Linked DNA regions of Mus musculus: all the other regions are linked to region 3. A link is a contact called in public HiChIP or PLAC-seq data. All regions are on one chromosome and are shown on one strand. Each heading gives the region's core, a stretch centred on a gene start, on an enhancer-like site or on the middle of the called end of the contact. The rest is flanking DNA. Distances are from core to core; before and after follow the strand shown.

Region 1 (4,134 bases), core at 1,343-3,842, 230 kb after region 3:
ACTCAGTGTCTAGCTCACATGACCTCTGTTGAATGAATCACCCACAGACGTCATTAAAAGGTTGCACAGATGCTCTTGATAATGCAGTGGCTTGTGCTTGGAGTGCAGGAGTCCTCCCAGAATTGTAAGCATGGGCTTCAAGGTGGTGAACACCCAAAGTTCCTTGGGGTAGAGGGCAGGGGTTGATTGATTGCAAGAAAGGAGTATCACAAAGGCTGGGCGTGCTGAGAAATGATGGCATGCTTGGGAAATGATGAGATTCCCAAGAGGATGCATCTTGGTGAATTTTTACTGATGTCATTGTTAAACTGGGGGTGGGTACAGAGTCTAGTCAGGCCCTATGTGGGTGGAAAGAAAAGCCTGACAGTCCTTGTTAAGAAAGGAAAATTGAAATTGAAAGGAGATGTCTTGAAGGTCAGTAGTCTTGTCTCCGAATGCTAGCAGAGCCTATAAGGGAATGGGCGCTGGGGTACCTGGGTTCTGGAGTCTGGAAGACAAACAGCTGAATCCAGGTAAAGCATTGCCATAGTAAGGACCAGAGAGCTAAGACTGGTCCGTGGGAGAAGAGATGAAGATGGGAAGAGAAGCAGTGGAGATGGAGAAACAGAAAAGCTGCCTAAACTAGCACAGTGGCGATGGACCGTGATGGCAACCGGCTGAAGATGAGGCGGGAGTGGTGGGAAACAAGGGGTCAAGAGTGACTTCAAGAGTTTATCGTGAGTGTTTATGTAAATAGTGTTGTCCTGATATGGAATGCATGAGGAACATTCCATGTGGGACTGTGAAAGCCACAGAAAAGGGTTTGTTCATAGAGGACAACTGGATACTGGAGATGAGGGCTGAACTAACGTCCCAGAAGAGCTGTAATATAAGGCTGTGATGGTATTCATCGGGGCCTGGAGGGAATCCAGCACAGGGCAGCCCTGGAGTTGGCCAGAGAACCAGAGACAATGGCTCCTTCTCTTTCCTCACCCATCCAGCACACAGCCTGAGGTTGATTTGAAACTGTGATTTATGCTCAGTAACTTCATCTAATTAGGGCTGGCAAAACCGAGATGGCCGGACTGACTCTTTTGAAAGAACTTGATAAAGAATTCAGCATCTTTAAAAAAAAAGAAAGAAAGAAAGAAAGAAAGAAAGAACTGAGAGTCTCACATTAATCTTAATATTCATTTGTGTTGAGAGGAGTATAAGGAAGTAGCTGATGAAAGAAGTGGAAGAGAGAGCAGGAAGTACTCATTCTTTGAAAACAGATGATCTGTCAAACATCCTTCTGCCTGCAATAGCCCAAGGTCTATTTACAGGAACAGCACCAACTACCAGGGCCATCAGAGTCCTTAGTGAGCTAGCAAAACCAAAACCAAACACCAACTAGCATATAATTAGGCATACATACACACAGATCCTATGCCTAATTATGTACACATATACACATATATGTATGTGTACCTAATTATATATATATAAGAGTATATGCCTATATATCTCTAATTTCCTTTAAACTATCCCAGTGAAAGAATAAATGATAAGTGTGAAAGAATAAATGATAAGCATTAAGAAACTTTAGAGCATAAACCAAGATATTACATCAGACAAGCACCAGGGCTTATGTCACTGGACTGGGTGTGGACCAGTTTGGGTGTTATGAAATTCACATATGAGTCACTTGTAGTATGACCTGTGCATAAGTCCTGTGCAGGACACTTAGTGAGTTTGAAAAAAAATTAGAAAAATACATATTATAAGTTTAAACCCCATAGATAGTTTTAAGCAATATTGCTTCAGTTCTCACTTGTAACCTGAGAGCTCTTATTGCTAATCTGGGATGAGGAAGTTGACAGGGAGCCTGCGGACACACCCAAAGTTGTACATGTAAAGTGAAAAGAAACTGGATGTCATTACAGGAGGTGCACACTCAAGATGGAAAGGTTCCAAGTTGCCCTGGACACTCTAGATGCAATCTTAGCTAGTTTACTTCTGTCATTGTTTCATTCCTTAGAGTAACCCGGAGTCACTAATGTCTCGTAAGCTGTAAGCACTAAACACTATCAGTGGGCACTGAGTGAGTTGTTCTAACTACAAGGCAGGAACTGCCGTGAGGATGGGCAGCTGAGGCTTTCTGAAGGAGATGCAATGGGCAGCGTCTACGCGAAGGCTGGTGGGCTTGCTGTCTCGGTGGGTGTAGAAATGAAGCCTCGAGCTGAGAATATTGCTGGTCACTTATAATTCCTGTACTTGGGAGTCCCTGGAGAATGAGCATAAGTTCTAGGGCATCCTAAACTACACAGCAAGGTCCTTGTCCCAGACAAGCAAACAAATGGATCTGAGATGTATTTGGTGGACTCTCTACTTCTCTCCATTCAGTTAAGACAGCAAGGTCATCCAAAGGCCCAACCAGAAACCTTGGGTCACCCGGACTCTTTTCTTTTTCCTTGTTCCCAATACTCTGTCACTCTCTGGGCCCTAAGTCTCATTATTCTGACTTTTTATTTGTTCACATTTTGTCCCTTGCGCAGGACTTTTGCAACCACTTCCTAAATGGTCACCCCACCCCAGGCTCTTCCCCATTCTCTTTCTTTCAAAATTGAAAATCTAGTAGCCTTACTGCTCTGTTTGAGACCATAAAATGGCTCTCAGTTTCACTTCTAAACTGAAGCAGTACCTTAGCTGCATCGATGGCCGTTCATGGCAGCCCCCATCACACAACCCCTTTACCGTCAAGAGTTTGTTTGTAATCTTGTTTATTTTTTACTTGGTGACCCCCAGGAATGTGCCATGCTACCCCAGGCCTCTGTGCCCTAGCGTCTGCCATTCTTTGTGCCCACGGTGTCCTCCCCTCTCACACCTGTCTGGCCTGGCCACCTGTAGGAGATTTTTATTTCTGCTTTTATGGATTACCACGGTCTCGGTGGCTCAAAAGTAATTGAACATCGTATTCTTCAGCAATTAGAAGCCTGAAATGACTGGGCTGAAGCCCAGGCCTCAGAGGAACTACTCACCCTCCAGGAGTCCTGCAGAAAATCTGTTCACTATTTTCTCGTTTTAGTGAGAGACTGCCCCTACTCTTTGCCTTCTTCTAATAAATAGCTCCACCTTTCTATCACTTCACAGTTCTTCTCTTCTCTCATTCCTGCCTCCTTTAAAAAAAAAAAAAAAAAAAAGACCCCATCAGGACCATGCAAATAGTCTAAGCTTCCAATCTGCCTTGAATTTGTCGCATCTGAAAAGTCCCCAGTGCCCAATAACCTTACATTTATGGATTTAGAGTGGTGACTTGTGTGGGAAGCCATTACCCAAACGTCCAACTCCAACCGAGCTCCAGCTCAGCTAGGATGACTTCCCTCTGCAGCACACTGTCTGGATGTGCCTCCTCGGAGCTGTCACCTTCGTGCCACCATGCTCCGCTCACCATGCGTGCTTGCTTTGAAAGCAGCTCTTCTTTCTCTACTGTGCTTTAGCTTCCTGAGGCGCAGCTTCTTTGCCTTCCTCCCCCTGCCTGTACCTAGCTCATTAAGACACACACTAAGTGTGAGCTAACTTTATTTATCAAAAGTCAAAGAGCCAGGCACCGAGATGATTTCCGTGTAACTTCGGCATGGAGATTTAGTTAATGACTAAAGCTGTAATAGTTTTAGGTGGTAGTGCAGGCCTTTAATGAAGCTTGAAGGTGGCAGAAGCAGGTGGATTTCTGTGAGTTTAAGGCCAGTGTGGTCTACATAGGGTGTTCTAGGCCAACCAGGGCTAAATAGCAAGTCCCTGCCTATAAATAAATAAATAAATAAATAAATAAGAGTTAGTGATAAAACTCTTTTTCTCTTATATACCCTTTATAATCTTCTCAAGGCGGAGTCAGTCACTTTCTCATTTGGGTCACAAAGGCGTCACATATTCGTCGACATTCCATGCCTTCCTTTGTGTTTTGCTTTGCTACATTGTATTCTGTCCAGAGAATGAATGGGTCCAAACCCACTAGCTCTAGAGTTAGGCAATTAACAAGAAAGGCCCCTGGATCTAACCAGGAAGCAATCCTAGGGTTCCAGGAAGCATAGCTTTGGGAAGGTTACCTCTGGTCCTTGGGTCTACTTCTGTTTCTAAATATGTTACTCGAATAAAGGAAAACCAGAGTTCCCATGG
Region 2 (4,636 bases), core at 1,499-3,998, 170 kb after region 3:
GGCATGGAATAAGTCGCCCGATCCCTAACCTCAACTCTCTTTGGCTCTCCTCAGGCTTTGTTTATTCATAGCTACCTTTCACCCACACCCCCTCCACCCCAGTTGGGGTTAGTGTGAAAGGGAGTCGGATGAGCTAATGAGCTGTGTTTTTTCGCTGTTTCTAATGGCGCTTGTCTTCTGTAATGGCATTGCCTCACAGCAGATTCAGAGCGCTTTCCCTAGGAATGGTGAGGACACCACCTTACCTGGATGGTGAAATCCAGCGAACACATCAGCCTTTATCTTTCCTCTGGGCAGCGTTGGATGCTGATGACCACATCTGCCTTGACGCACTCACTGTTTTCCTTTGATTTCCATGCACTGCTTTGCTTTGCTTTGCTTTGTTTTTGTTGTTTTCCACCTTAGCCATGGCTCATCCGCATCCTTTGCAAGTTTCTCTTCCCTTATAAGCTCCTGCAGTGTTGCTGCTAGAGATCCTGTACTGTACCAGCCGTTTTACTTCATATCTTCAAGGGAAGTCTAGCCCTCCCATAGCACTATGAGATCTATATATCAATAGTAGCTTCCCCAGAATTCCACATCTATATATTCAGTTTCCACACAGAACCCCACTTGGGAATTCTGAAACCTTATTAGCCAACTCACTCCCCCAAAGCTATTCTTCCTGTAGTGCTTGTCACCCCAGTATATGCTATATGCCAGCTTACCTAGTAGCCTGGGACTCACCCTTGATTACTCTCCAAATCCCATCAGCACCACATTCAGTAAGACATCCTCCTTGAGCACCCACATCTCCCACTGTTGCCGTCGCCATCTGGTCTGTGTGTGCACTGTCTGCACGCACTTGGGGTTCTACCTTCTGTCAGCCTCTTGCCTGCTGTTTTTCTCTGCTTGCTTTCTATCGGCCATCAAGATGTCGTTCCCATAACTGATAAATCCATGTCTTGTTTATAGCCCTTTGGCTTTAAAGTGACCTCTAGATCTTGTCTGAGGTTAACAGCTCATAGCTCTTCAGCAGCAGGGCTGTGCCACAGCCAGACTACACCCTGCTTCCTCTTCTAGATCTCCACAAATGCACTTTCCTTTCCCTGACACATTCTACCGCAGGGCCTCAAATGTATCCAGACTGAGTTCTAACCTCACAATGGCATTGATCTGGATCAGAACTGAACCTGGACGCTGAATTTTTAAATAACTCTATGTTAAGATCATAATTTAAACTGGGTATGTTGATATATGCCAGTAAGTCCAGTCGCTGAGAGGCAGGGGTTTTGCTGGATTGCAGCTAACATAAGCAAATCTTGACTCAAAAAAGGAAAAGGAAAGGAACCCCCCACTATAATGCACATGAACATGTATTTAACCAGGTTCACTCGGGATTGATGTTAGCACAGCTGAATGCAGCCAGGGAGGAGGTGACTTTGAAGTACACTCGAAGGCATCCTTGTTCCTCAGCACGGCATTTTATCTTGGGAATTGTTCTTCTTTCCAGCTAGCTTCTACCCCTCTGCTTACCTCCCTACCCTCACCCCTGTCGTCCCACACTTAGCCCTACATGGATCCAGTTTGCATGCTGTGGTAGCTGCTGTGAGGCTGCGGTTTATTAGGCTCAGACTGCAACAGGAAGGCATTGAATCGAAAGCAGAGGGGAGGAAGCACAAACCGATACCCACCACAAAGCTGCTGAGTGCCCGGCGTGACCCAAGACGCACCCTCTGGTGAGGGAGCAAGAAGCCACAGGGTTTAATAAATCATCACCTTCATCTACTTCCCTCACAGCCTTCCTGGGTCACCGCAGCATAGAGACAAAAAGCCACTGGTGGGGGGCAGGGGGGGCGGAGAAATGGCGACATGGTTAAGATCACTGACTGCTCTTGCAGTCCACATAGTGGTACACAACCATCTGTAATGTGTGTGTGTGTGTGTGTGAGAGAGAGAGAGAGAGAGAGAGAGAGAGAGAGAGAGAGAGAGAGACCCTTATACACATAAAATAATTTTTTTTAAAAAGAAAAGGCACCAGAGATATAGAGACTAAGGGAAGGTTTCAGAAGCAAATGGCTGTGGACCAACTATTCATTGCTAATGCCTTATTCTAGCCCAGCTCTGAGTTCAGGCCAGCCCCGAGGATGAAAATCTGGGGAGGGTATTGGTTAATCGCTCTCAGCCTGTGCTGATTCCCACGTCCTTGGTAAACCTTCGCTGTCTGTCTACCTGAAACGCTGTTTGTAGTGATGCAGACTCTTTGTATCTATCGGGTTTCCTGACTAACGGGAACTCCCATGTTCCATGTGCGTGCTATACCCTGTGTCCTAGGTGAGAACGCTTATTTCCCGGTCCCTCCTTCAGTGGGGAGAGAAGAGAAATGGGAGGATCAAAAACATTTTGCGTCTGATTTTACCACAGCCTACCTATGTGTATTTCTTCCCCTTACTATCAAAAGTGATAATCCCAAAGCCTGGAGTATATGGCAGGGCGTGAAAGGTATGGAATGCATACTTTAAGCACCAGGAAGGCTGGGAAATCCCCAGGGTGCACAGCACAGCGTCTTAGAATTCACCTCCCTGGCTACCTCAGAATCCGGGAGGGGAGAGCCGGCCCCTGCTTTTGAAGAGTCAGAACTCAGAGAATCTTTCCTCCACCTTCTCAGTGTGGAGGAAAGGATGCTTTGCTTGGCTAGAAGTAGGCTCTTGGGTCTTCACAGGGTGCCAAGCTCACACTTCAGAGAACAGAACAGGAAGTGCTGTTCACGCAGCTGGGAGGAGGGCTTGCTTGAGCCTGAGCCTGTTAAGTTCCCCTCTCACCCTTTGACCCAACCAGGGCTGACTGGAGGCTCACTGGGGAAGAGATGAGATGTGCCCTGGGGTCTCGCTCGTCCCTTAGCTCAAAGCATGTTTAGCTTTCGGCTTCTGACCCAGCTCTGCCAAGACCCAGCTCAATGCTGAAACTAAAATGGAGGCATCTGGGACATAACATAGTGGGAGGTCAGGGAGACGTTTTTTGGAGAAATGGGTTTCCTTTTCTGGCATTAGCGTCTTTACAAGTGGTAGAGGTGTCTTGGCTTTAGCAACTTTGACAGCAGTGAGTTAGAAAGGCTCTAATAAGTGAAAGAATGGAGTCTGTAGTCAGGGAAATGTTTGAAATTCCCTTTCCCTTCCTCTTGCTTCCCAACCTCCCTCCTTCTCTCTCCTTATTCCTCATGGCTCTCTTCCTGTCTTCCCACCTTCCTTCCCACCTTCTTCAGGGAAGAGGGGACTGGGACTGGGAGGCACCAATTCAGCAAGCCTCAGTCTGGGCGTGTGCCTAGGGTTTACCCGCATGCTGCAATAGTCGAGTACATCCCTCAGGCGATGTGTAAGAATCATGAGTGCTTCCTCCAAACTGCAGTAGCTGGGTGACTGTATCTGTCACAGATTATGACCAGATGAGTCCATTACGTTCTTCTTTTTTTTTTCTTTTTAAAGATTTATTTATTTATTTATTTATTTATTTAGTATATGTAAGTACACTGTAGCTGTCTTCAGACATTCCAGAAGAGGGAGTCAGATCTCATTACAAATGGTTATGAGCCACCATGTGGTTGCTGGGATTTGAACTCTTCAGAAGAGCAGTCAGTGTTCTTAACCTCTGAGCCATCTCTCCAGCCCCCCATTGCAATCTTTAGAAAAGAAAAATTCATATGGGAACAGAGAATTCCTGGGCTGCTCACGGAGGCAAGGGCTTGGGTGCTGTGCATGAACAATAAAGAATAGATTTCAGTGTTAGTTTTTTAAAGATTTGTTTGGTGTGTGTGTGTGTGTGTGCGTGCATGAGTTGCCAGTAGAGGCCAGAAGAGGGTATTGGATCCACTGGGACTGGTATTACAGGCAGCTATCATCCATCTGATATGAATGCTTGGAACAGAACCCAGGTCCTCTGTAAAAACAGCAGGTATGGAGTTGGAGTGGTGGCTCAGTGGTTAAAAGCACTGTCTGCTCTTCCAAAGCAGCAGGGTTCAATTCCCAGTACTCACATGGCAGCTCAAACTGTCTGTAAGTCCAGTTCCAAGGGATCTGACACTCTCACGCCAGTGCATTTCAAATTAAAAAAAAAAAAAAAAAAAAAAAAAAAAGGCAGCAAGCTCACACTCTTAACTGCTGACTCATCTTTACAATCTCTCTGCATTTTCTTTTATTTTAAATGGGAGGGGCTCTCCTTTCCTCTCTCAACATCTTAACAAGTCACCTCTTACCTAAGGTTTGATGCTCTCATCTGGCAGGAGCAGGGATGGTTGAGTTTCTATTAAAATTAAAACCATATGCCCCAATGTGGCTTTTACAAAGGTTAAGATTACATGAAACCTTTACGCGTGTTATATTTCTAGCTGTCACCATCTAGTAACTGTACAGATGAGTAAGCCCTAGCCACAGCTGTTCTGTCTCCTCTACCCAGTGTCACAGGGCTGTCAGAAAAAGACAGGCTTTGATGGGGAGAGGCTACGACATGTAAGGAAGAGTCATTGTGATGTGCTGGGTGTCTGGACATGCTCTGAGCTTTTAAGGGCAGGGTGTGTGTGTGTGTGTGTGTGTGTGTGTGTGTGTCTGTGTGTCTGTGTCTGACTAGATACAATGAGGCAATGAGATATAATAATACCACTATA
Region 3 (4,365 bases), core at 906-3,405:
AAGAATATGGCTACAACCACATATTTGCTTCAGTCTATGTTTAACCATGAGATGAATGAAGGTATCAAAGGATCAAAGTCATATTCCAATTACCAGGCCTATTTGTGTTACTGGAAAACCTGGCAAACTTTATTTTTTGAATGAGTTCAACATTAGGGAACAGCATTTCTGCAGTACACATTTCCTTAGCTTGTACTGCAGTTGATAAGAGAAGTCCTTGTCCTTAAGAAATACATGTGGATGTATCTAGAGTAAATTACTTGTTTGGAAGCTTTTAAAATAATAATAATAATAGCTATTATTATTATTATTATTAATGTAGCCAGACACAGAGAAGGAGTAAAAAGGCAAAATGTAATGAAAATAGCAGCCCTCCGTAATCCAGAGGGATGGGTGCAGAAGAATGGGAGGTTTTTGAACTTTTTTCTTCTCAATTGTCTCTATAAACCAAAATTAATCAAAATAAAAGGGGCCGGTAAACTTAAAACCAGAACCGGCAGGACTCAGTGTAGTTTCTGGGCATACTCAGTCGTAAAGAGCACTGGGTGACCTCTCTCAAACTCCACCTGAAGATCACAATGAGCTAAGACAGTGGGTACCTAAGGAACTCCTGGCTGCATTAAATCCTCCCTCCTCTGCCAGCCCCTTCCTCCTTAGGAAAAGTAAAGAAGCGCTATTCATGCTTTCCTTTTCCTGGACTTTCAAACTTCCCGAAGACCCAACCTTGCAGAGCCTGGGGTTACAGCTGGCTTTAAATACCTTCCTGCAAGGGACTGAGCAGAGGAAGTGAGGGGTTTGGTTACCCCAGTGCTGGTTACTGCTTTGTTTCTGACACTATAAAATACAGAGCGCTGTGGGTGGGGAGCACTACGCAGGCAAACACTTAGTTCTGGCTCCCATTAGTCTTGGTTTATTGAGGAAGTAGTCATACTAGAAGACTATTCATTTCGACAGGTCATATAAAAAAGGCTCTTGGCAGAGATGAAATTTATTTAGATCTACAAAGGATGAGAGCTTTTGACGCTGGCTATGATGAGTAAGGACTAATGTTCTAGGCCAACCGGAGGAATGGGTAGGGTTAATGGATACAAAATATCGACTTTGTTACTTTTATAAGCAATGTAATCTTATAACTAACAACTGACACTGAAAACCATATTTTTTTTTCTTGTTTTGTTTTGAGACAGGGTCTCATAATCCCAGTCTGGCCTCAAATCCCAGGATCTAGCTTCTCAACTGCTAAGATTACAAGCCTGCATCACTGCACCCAGCTTTGAATCATTGCTAAGAATCAAAAGGGTGCAATGAATTCAAGAAAAACAGGTACAAACAAGGATGTTTTATTACCTTCATAAGCCCACAGCTATTTCTGAATAGCTCATTAAAAGGCTACTTTATGGGCTGGAGAGATGGCTCAGCGGTTAAGAGTGCTAACTGCTCTTCCAAAGGTCCTGAGTTCAAATCCCAGCAACCACATGGTGGCTCACAACCATCTGTAATGAAATCTGATGCCCTCTTCTGGAGTGTCTGAAGACAGCTACAGTGTACTTACGTATAATAAATAAATAAATAAATATTTTTAAAAAGGCTACTTTATCCCTGCTAAGTGAATTGATAAAACAATCTTAAAATTAAAAGGTAAGATGATCAAAGAGGTATTGAGACATAGTCTCAAACATCAACAAATGACAGGAAATGGAAATGATCCACAGAGTTCTGAAAGTTGATGGACTGCACGGAGACTTCTGACAGCATCCTTCAGAAGAGGCTGAACTTCAACGCTTGCTTTGACAAGAAACAGGAGTGAAATGGGCCCTTTCACTCTGGTTATACCTCTCGCTTATCACTATAGCACGTTCACCTTCATTTACTCCCTCGACACAGATGTGTTAAGCACTAAGTAGCAGATACTATGTTGGAGAAAGGAATGCTGCATAGGACAAAGTAACTCCTCTTGAAGATTCTGCAGAGCTTGGGTTTGGTGACTACATGGTAAATATGAAAGAAGGAGTGGAGAGTCCTGTCGCTTAGCAGTTCCTATGCAGTAACACAGGAAACCATGTAGAGAACTGGTGACTGTTACTTTATATCAACTAGAAAGAGTTTCTCCAACTAGAGAGAAGTTCCTCTTGAGACAGTATCTGAATGGACATCGGAAGGAGAAGTAGCCAGCTAGTCGGAAAGAAACAGAACCCAAGCTAGGCAGACAGAAGAGCTGATGGCAAGTGAGCCTGGGAAAGGAAAGGCCTATATGCCCAGAAGGACGCATCCCGGGAGAAAGCCACTGTGAGCTGCCTGTGTAATGTTTCATTTTCTCATAGCTTCACTGAATAAAAGTGAAAAAAAAAAGTGAACTTAATTTTGACAATTTGTCTAAGCAAATATTTCTAAAACATTTAAAACATTACAATGAGGTCAATATAAAAATAAGATTTTTATTTGAGGTCTATTTTATACTCAGAGCACATTTCAACTCAGACTTGCCACATTTCGAGTTTGAAAGAAGGGGGACACAGGCTGGTGGCCGGCCTTATTAGAACACGCTAGACAAAGGGGAGGGGACCAGTGTGACGGGAGGCACAGCCCGGGACCTAACCTCCTGTACAGCAGGGATAGTCAGGCTGGATTCATCTAAACTGGGTAAGAGTGGTCTGCGGTGTTTTATGGTCTTACATTTTGGTTACGGTTTTGGTGCTGCTGAGTGTTGAACCCAGGGCCTTCTGTAGCTATGTTCCCAGCCCTGACTGCGGTGTTTTCTAACAGAAGAGCAATCCGATTTACGTTTTTAGAAGCTCACTGCAGTCGCTCAGTGGTGATGGACAGTTCCCCGGCAGAAGAGAGATTATCAAGAATGCAGGTGGAAAGTGGCTGGATTATAAAGATAGCAGTGGTAGAGATAAGTGGATGAGTCTGGTACAGCTAATATGATGCTGCTCCAGACAACGGGAGGCTGGAGAAGCAAGGTGGATGACTCCCAGAAATACTTGAGACATTTGTTGTGGTGAATACAAGAAGTCTCCCCTGAAGCAATGTGGATTATGTCACACACATACCACAAGAGATGACTGAAATAGATCTTACAATTCAAACAGACAAACAAAACTGTCAGTGATTAATGGAAAAGCTGTGTCTATAAGACCTGGCTTTCTGTTTGCTTGGTGTAAAATCACTCTCTAGTAACCTTATGCTACAAATTAGAAATCTCATCCACAGCAAGCACAATGGAAGACACAACTCTGGGGCTGGAGATAGAGCTGAGCTGTAAGGGCATGTTTACCTAGCATGTCCAAGACCGCAGGCTCAGTCCCTAATCTCTAGTGCTGGGTATCAGGGAACAGTTTCAACATTAAACCGGCAGGAAGACAGTGCTATTTATTCGCTTTAAATCAGAGTCCTCAGAGCTCTGAAGGGAGCAACAAACTAGCCAGCCGCCCCAATTCTACTTCACATACAAGGAAACAGAAAGCTATAAAAGGTAGGCTAAGCTATTCAAGGCACAAAAAAAAAAAAAAAAAAAAAAAAGGCAAGAATTATCCAGAGAAAACTAAATTGCAGTTGGTGATGCAGCTTTTATTCCTATAAACCCAGGGCTCCCCATAATGTTAGGAACATTTTAGGGATCAAAGGCTTGTGCTTAATGACTAAGACCAATAAAAACAAAACCAAATTAAAATTAGGCCTGACTCCTACCTATCCAATGTTCTAATACTTTAGCAGCTGTCTTAGAAGCAAGATCATTTACTTGTGTATGTGTATATATACATACATGTTTATATTCACATATACATCATTCCTCTACCTATGCATACATAAACACGAGGGCACATAAATGGCAACTCTAAAGCCAAAGAATGCCACAGGCAAGGAATCTGCATCTCATGTGAACCATCTCAACATGAGTCACAGGAAACCTCAGATTCTGTAAATGACTTACTTAAAACATGAGAGGTCTTCATTTCTCCTTTCTTCATAATTTATTCTTTTATTGCAGAGAAAATGCCTTTTCAGAGACCCCCAAAGGGCACTTACTATGTTCTTCTGGATCAGGAATGTGCACTAAGCTCTTGTAAAGTACCAAACACACAAGCTTATGGAATCCCGGACAACCTACAGAGCTCGAGATCAGTGGTCCTTAGTTTAGTAGCATCAGGGTCACTCCCAGACGCTTGGCTTCTAAGGCCATGACTTAAGCATGATGTTCTTTCAGATTAATCGTTTTCAGGTCAGAGTTGGTATGCACGCTTTATCAATCTGGAAAGGAAAGCAGAGCCCAGGCCCAGTGCCGCACAAGGCTAAAAAGCAGAGTTCTTACCTCTGATTAACAGCACTTTCCTGGCATGTTCCTTCCCTTACAATAGTGAGTCA

The links. HiChIP or PLAC-seq counts read pairs in DNA pulled down with a chosen protein or histone mark.
Region 1: a contact with region 3 is called in an H3K27ac HiChIP or PLAC-seq map of microglia, with 5 times the contacts expected there. The contact joins two enhancer-like sites. A contact is called at or near these places in 2 of 484 Hi-C or Micro-C datasets (Th1 cells and granulocyte-monocyte progenitors) and 2 of 115 datasets of contacts at active chromatin or transcription factors (microglia and pancreatic cancer cells).
Region 2: an H3K27ac HiChIP or PLAC-seq map of microglia shows a contact between it and region 3, with 4 times the contacts expected there. The contact joins two enhancer-like sites. A contact is called at or near these places in 2 of 484 Hi-C or Micro-C datasets (the N1E-115 cell line and Th1 cells), 8 of 115 datasets of contacts at active chromatin or transcription factors (the NIH/3T3 cell line, bone marrow-derived macrophages, effector CD8 T cells and 5 more) and 2 of 9 other capture datasets (adipose tissue and pancreatic islet).

Annotation. Positions count from the first base shown.
Region 1 is chr3:97,992,484-97,996,617 of GRCm38.p6, forward strand. No RefSeq gene overlaps it. Among named protein-coding and RNA genes, the nearest start is that of Notch2, 19 kb to the right of the region's middle. Within about 2 kb of position 2,593, at least 81 of the 459 cell types and tissues checked have an H3K27ac peak or open chromatin away from gene starts, as enhancers often do. A contact at or near this core is called in microglia, where this site is marked.
Region 2 is chr3:97,930,698-97,935,333 of GRCm38.p6, forward strand. All of the region lies in intron 1 of Gm5544 (predicted gene 5544), which reads left to right. Among named protein-coding and RNA genes, the nearest start is that of Gm5544, 2.8 kb to the left of the region's middle. Within about 2 kb of position 2,749, at least 135 of the 459 cell types and tissues checked have an H3K27ac peak or open chromatin away from gene starts, as enhancers often do. A contact at or near this core is called in bone marrow-derived macrophages and microglia, where this site is marked.
Region 3 is chr3:97,759,241-97,763,605 of GRCm38.p6, forward strand. All of the region lies in intron 8 of Pde4dip (phosphodiesterase 4D interacting protein (myomegalin)), which reads right to left. Among named protein-coding and RNA genes, the nearest start is that of Gm46816, 13 kb to the left of the region's middle. Within about 2 kb of position 2,156, at least 26 of the 459 cell types and tissues checked have an H3K27ac peak or open chromatin away from gene starts, as enhancers often do. A contact at or near this core is called in bone marrow-derived macrophages and microglia, where this site is marked.